Linked DNA regions of Capra hircus: region 2 is linked to region 1. A link is a contact called in public Hi-C data. All regions are on one chromosome and are shown on one strand. Each heading gives the region's core, a stretch centred on a gene start, on an enhancer-like site or on the middle of the called end of the contact. The rest is flanking DNA. Distances are from core to core; before and after follow the strand shown. Region 1 holds the start of IER5 (immediate early response gene 5 protein). Region 2 has its middle 45 kb from the start of IER5.

What was found. A called contact is a pair of places that touch in the nucleus more often than the background predicts.
Region 2: a Hi-C map of blood shows a contact between it and region 1, with 2.4 times the contacts expected there. The contact joins the enhancer-like site here to the promoter of IER5 in region 1. A contact is called at or near these places in 3 of 5 Hi-C or Micro-C datasets (all in blood).

What each region holds. Positions count from the first base shown.
Region 1 is chr16:60,787,369-60,790,389 of ARS1.2, forward strand. IER5 (immediate early response gene 5 protein) reads left to right here and starts at 1,459. Exons shown (of 1, transcript XM_018060679.1): 1 at 1,459-3,021. The coding sequence starts at 1,705. The coding sequence ends at 2,688.
Region 2 is chr16:60,832,572-60,835,342 of ARS1.2, forward strand. No RefSeq gene overlaps it. Among named protein-coding and RNA genes, the nearest start is that of IER5, 45 kb to the left of the region's middle. Within about 2 kb of position 1,295, at least 4 of the 5 cell types and tissues checked have an H3K27ac peak or open chromatin away from gene starts, as enhancers often do.

The DNA.
Region 1 (3,021 bases), core at 209-2,708:
TGAGAGTTGCCAGTCATCGGAAGATACTGCATAATAGAGCAGATGTGTATGTGATTTCTCCTTTTTAGACTTGGAGAAATTGAAGCATCCTGAGGTTATTCACCCAGCATCAGGCAGGTCTGTGGTGGAGCTTAGCTGGGACAAACTCAAAATGACTCTCCAGGAACCCAGTTTAGGACCCTGGACAACCCTCTGGTGTAAGGATCAGTAAATTGACTAAGTCATCGACTGACCAGAAAATTCTGGAACACTCTTCCGCTAAATTTTTACCTTGACACAAAATAAAATTATGACATCATGATGGGATTACAGGACTTCTCTATTTGTACTTTTATGACATGTTAGTTTTTTTTTCCCCAAGGGTGGGTTGGTCAGTCCTCGTGTTGAAGAAAAATCGTTGTCAAGAATGTGAACCACCTTTCACTGTAGCTGATGTTACAACTGTACTGGTTCTAGACACTAGAGAACAAAGTGATAAATACTAGCTTAAATAGAGAACCAAAAACTTTGTGCTGCTGCTGCTGCTAAGTCGCTTCAGTCGTGTCCGACTCTGTGTGACCCCATAGACGGCAGCCCATGAGGCTCCCCCGTCCCTGGGATTCTCCAGGCAAGAACACTGGAGTGGGTTGCCATTTCCTTCTCCAATGCATGAAAGTGAAAGTGAAGTCGCTCAGTCGTGTCCGACTCTTAGCGACCCCATGGACTGCGGCCCACCAGGCTCCTCCGTCCATGGGATTTTCCAGGAGAGAGTGCTGGAGTGGGGTGCCATTGCCTTCTTTGTAGGTAGACACAAAAACTTTGTAGGTAGACACAAAACCTTCCTGAGTAGACAAAAACTTTGGAACTTTCAGAACCCCCGTTTTCTTTCTTTGGTGTTAAAATTGACAGGTACTAGAGTGTATGTGACTTTAAGAGGCAAGGGACTTAACCAAAATTAATATCTGCCAAATATCTTGTAGCAAAAGTATGTTATCTAGGCGAACCCTGTGCCGCATTTTGCCTTCGTCTCCATTTCTGTTAGGTTGCGCGGAGCTTACAGGTGTATGTCGCCTTGGAAACGGTGGTGCGGGGTGGGAATGGGAGGAGAGCTGATCCAGGAAGGATCGAGGCTTTATTGCCGAACGAAGTCCACCACCATACTCGGATGAAAGTTCGAATGGTTTAGTTCGCTCTGGTTCCGGGAAGCAGCGCACAGGCCAGCACCTTTAAGGACAAACAACACTGTAGCTGTCCCGTTCTCCGTATTACCGGGGCTCGCAGCACTGTCTCGGGCTAACCGCCTGCAGGCGGTCGCGCGCGTCTCCCCCTTTAAGAACCTTCTCCGCGGGACTAACGTTCGAATAGCCCTGGCGCCCCTCCTCGGTCTCTGATTGGCCGCTCGAGGCGCACGAGGGCGCGCCGATGGCCCCGGAACGGTTGGCGGCCTCTCGCGATTGGCTGTCGAGAGGGCTTTATAAGGCGCCGGGCGGCCAGCTTTCCTTCAGTTAGCGACCGGACGCGAAACTGGCTGTGTTGCTGTAGTGGGGAGGGCGTGGAGGCTGGTGAGCGCGTCGTCAGAGCCGTTTCTCTTCGGGAGTCTTCACAGACCGAGGGTCCACCCCCCGTGGCGGACTTGTTGGCACTTCTTGTTCCCGTCTCAGCTTCGGAACGTGGGCTGGGGCTCACCCCTCACCTCCGCGCCAGCCCTGGGAAGGAGGAGGTAGGATGGAGTTCAAACTGGAGGCTCACCGCATCGTCAGCATCTCCCTGGGCAAGATCTACAACTCGCGGGTCCAGCGCGGCGGCATCAAGCTGCACAAGAACCTCCTGGTCTCGCTGGTGCTCCGCAGCGCCCGCCAGGTCTACCTGAGCGACCCGTGCCCCGGCCTCTACCTGGCCGGTCACCCGGGGGCCCCAGCGCCGCCGCAGCAGCCCGAGGAGTCGGCGGCCGGGCCACCCGCGGGCTGGGGGGAGCCACCTCCGCCGGCCGGCCGTGCCGCCTGGCCGGAGCCCGAGCCTCAGCCAGAGCGCCCTGCCGTCCCAGAAGTGCTAAGGGCGGGTGACTCGGAGCCCGCGGCCACGGTGACGGCCGCCGGGGACACTCTTCAGGGCGGAGAGGCGGAGGCGCCGGAAGCTGCCTGGCGCCGCGTGGAGGGACCGCGAGAGACGGCGGTCGGAGGAGCCGGGGGTCCCGCCGAAGTCTCGGGGGTCTTCCCCGAAGGGCCCGAGGCAGCGCGCGGCCCCTGCGGCTGCCCCCCGGGGGACGAGGACAAGCTGAGCGCGGCCCCTCGCGTGGACGGCTGCCGCGCGTCTCGCCCCGCTGCAGCTGAGCCCCCCGCGTCGCCCCCCGTCTGCGCCAGAAAGCGCGGCGCTGGGTGGGTGGGCGGCGGCCCCGCGGACTGCCCAGCGCCCGGCTCGACCCCGCTCAAGAAACCCCGCCGGAACTCAGAGGAGCAGCCGGGCGGGGCGGCGGCGGCCGCGGAGGAGGAGGAGGAGGAGGAGGAGATGGAGACCGGTAACGTGGCTAACCTCATTAGCATCTTCGGTTCCAGCTTCTCGGGACTCTTACGGAAAAGCCCCGGGGGCGGCCGGGAGGAAGCGGAGGGAGAGGAGAGCGGTCCGGAAGCCGCTGAGCCCGGGCAGATCTGCTGCGATAAGCCGGTGCTGAGAGACATTAACCCTTGGAGCACTGCCATCGTGGCCTTCTGAGCCCCCGCGGTCCCAGTGCGGAGAGGAAGTTGAGCAGCGGGCGTCTCGACGTGAGGGCTGGGCCTCTCCCGGCGGCGAGGACGCCCCCGAGGCCGTCGGCGCCGAGCGCGAGGGGGTGCCGCCGGGCGGCACAGACTGCCCTTGGGCTTGGCGGCCGGCTGGGCCGAGCCTCTCGGTTCTCCTTTGGAGACTTCGGAGTGGGAGACTTATTGGAAGAGGACGGCGATCGTGGACTTTTGTGTCTGTGTCTGTGTATGTCAGTTTGTCTCATTGAATTAAGGCTATTTTGTCCCTCTGGAGAGCGTCCCTTCCCCGCGGTTTAGAAGATTGGGG
Region 2 (2,771 bases), core at 45-2,544, 45 kb after region 1:
GTCATAAAAGGTGAGAAAAGAAAAGATCAAAGCAGACTCTGTGTGTGTGTGTGTGCATGTGTGTGTTAGTGGGAACAGGGAGACGCTAGGACCTTTACAGTGCTATAAAATTGAGTTACTGCCTCGTGGTTAATTTTCTTTTTCATAAGATCAGCTTATAGAGCATCAGGTTTAATGACAAGATGAAATCAACTCTGATGTGGTGCGGACAGATTCTAGCTTGAATCCTCTTTAACGGGGAAGGGAAGGGTTCGACACAGGGAGGTGGGCAGGCGGATTCTAGCTTGAATCCTCTCAACGGGGCAGGGAAGGGTTCCACACAGGGAGGTGGGGAGGTGCTTGTGACTGTGCTGGGGGAGGGGCAAGAGAAAATCATCTTCTGAGGGCTACAGACAGACACCCCCTGGCCCCATTCCTGGCTAAGGGTGAGACTGCCCATATGGGGGTAACCACCCCCACCCCCAGCCTTTTGAGGAAGTAGTTACTTGGATAAGACGCCCATGACTGCTGTGGCCCCGTCTGTGGCAGCCTTCAGCTGTGACTGGGCACAGAGTTCCTCTGAACCATCCCACTTCAGCCAGCGCCCACCTGCCTCTCACTTAATCCCTCCTGATTCCTCTGTCACAGTTAGCCTCTACAAGGAGCTGTACGTGACTGACAAAGCTAAACATGCTCCCTCTCCCAGGGACACTTGCCCTTCAGCCCCAAACCAGCTGTGAATCTGCACGGGGGGCCGCTCTTCCGTGGCAGGAGAATCCCAGTGGAAGTGGGCATGGATGGCACCACCTGGTGTGTCTTTTCGCCAAGCTGACCCGCTGACAGTGGTGAAGGAACAGGCCCAGCTGGGCGTGGTGTGGGGGAGTGCTCCCCCTCTGCCGGGTTGGAGGAAGTGAGTGGTCCAGCCTCAGGCCCCAAGCTGACTCAGTGGTTCCTGGAAGGAGGTGATGTCATGGTGACATAGCAGTTCCTCTCCCCAGAAAAGTCAGTAGGAGAGTGAGTGACGAGTGGGTCCCATCGGCACCGAGGCCTGGGGCTCTCTTCGAAGTGGCCACATTCCTCCCCGCTGGCTGGCCACTACATGCTACCTCGGTCGGTGAATCTCCAGATTCCCACAGCTTGGATCGTCTGTCCCTACAGTGACTCCATATTCGGGGCAGTTTTGATTGATTTTAAGCCTTCTGCCTCTTTGTTTTTCCAGGTAAACACACTCACAAATGAGAGGAAATTGTTAGGTCTGAACAGGCCTCCTGGGCTTTAGGAAAGCAGCGTCGCCAGGCTGGATGGAAACCGGAACATGGGATCCTGAGTAGCCTTCCCGTCTGCATCTATTCTCAACAACATTCCTAGCTCGGAAGAGTTGGAGCTGCGTCCCTTTATTTCTTTTGTCTTTTCTGTACTCCCCACCGGGGCTGAGGGAGTGGGAACCTAAAAATGCTTTGCGGAGGGTGGGGTAGGGGTGGCAGGCACCCCACCTTGTCCTTGTCAGGCGCTCCCTCCCTTTAGCTCATGGGGGTTGAGACATCTGCATCAGGGCCCCTGTGGGGAGGGAAGCAGGCTCAGTCTGGCTTCTTCGAGGTCAGATCAGCGCTAAATTGCAAGCAGTCAGGCCTGGTGTGGGCTTGGGAAAAACCCGGCTGGATTTGTGAGGGCTGGGGATGCTTTCAGAAGACCCTTTCCCTGCCCCCTTGTTCACCGGAGACCCGATTCCCCGGGAGGCTGCATGTCAGACCCACGTGGAGTATCACGGGTCCTTTGTCAGCTGGAGTCTGAATTCCAGGGCCACCTCCGTGGTCCTTCCCAGACCTGTTCCGACGTTATTCGAGCGAGCCGGGCGAGACCTTACGCTGCCCGATGCTGCCCCCTGCAGGCTGTTGAGGGGCACAGCGAGCTCTACCGAATGGTGGCTTTTCATCACCTAAAGTTGTCAGAGCAGCTAATAGTCCATGAACAGGGAGAAAATTAGGCTTCTCCAAGTGAATTGGGTGTTGAAAGATACTGAGATAAATGGTGGCGGTGGTAAGGATGACGGATGCAGTCGTGTCTGTTGCAGCCATCTCCTTGAAACCCCAGCTCACAACCACCCCAGGGGAACAGCAAGTGTTTCAAGGCCCTGTTTAATGAATGTCAGAATCAGTCCTAGAAAGGTAAAACGCTGTGCCCAAGGTTATATATCCAGTAACTGCTGGAGCCAGGACCTGAACTCAGTGACCCCAGAGCTTTGTGGCATTGGTTGTCCATCACCCCGGCCCAAGAGAGCAGAATCCTGTCCAAGAGGAAGATCCCTTCTTCTGTGGTGTGAACAAGGTTCTGTGGAATGAAGGTGAACTTTCCACAGCAGTCTCTTCACTACGAGAGCTTTAGTTGTAGCCTCCGCAATGTAATTTTAGGGATGCTGGCAAGATCTTCTTACCTGGAAATAGGTCCCCCACTTGCTCTTCCCATTGCTGGGAATCTCACTATAGGAAAGCCATTCTCTTGATTAACATTGGGTAGGTGGTACTCTCTTGCTAACTGGAAATATGGTTCCTAAGGGAAAGTCACATGTTAACCCTTACATTGTAAATCTACATCTGTGGGGACTAGATTGCTTCATCCCTATGATGGAGAATTAAGGATGAGGGGAAAGTGGCAGACTGAGGGGTCTGATTTTATCCCTGGATGTCCAGAGATTCCCTACACTGAGGATATCCCAAATTAAATTTGTCTTCTCCCCAACCCTATTCTTTCTTAGACATCAATCTTCAGGTTCTCCTTCAATCCTCCACCTAATT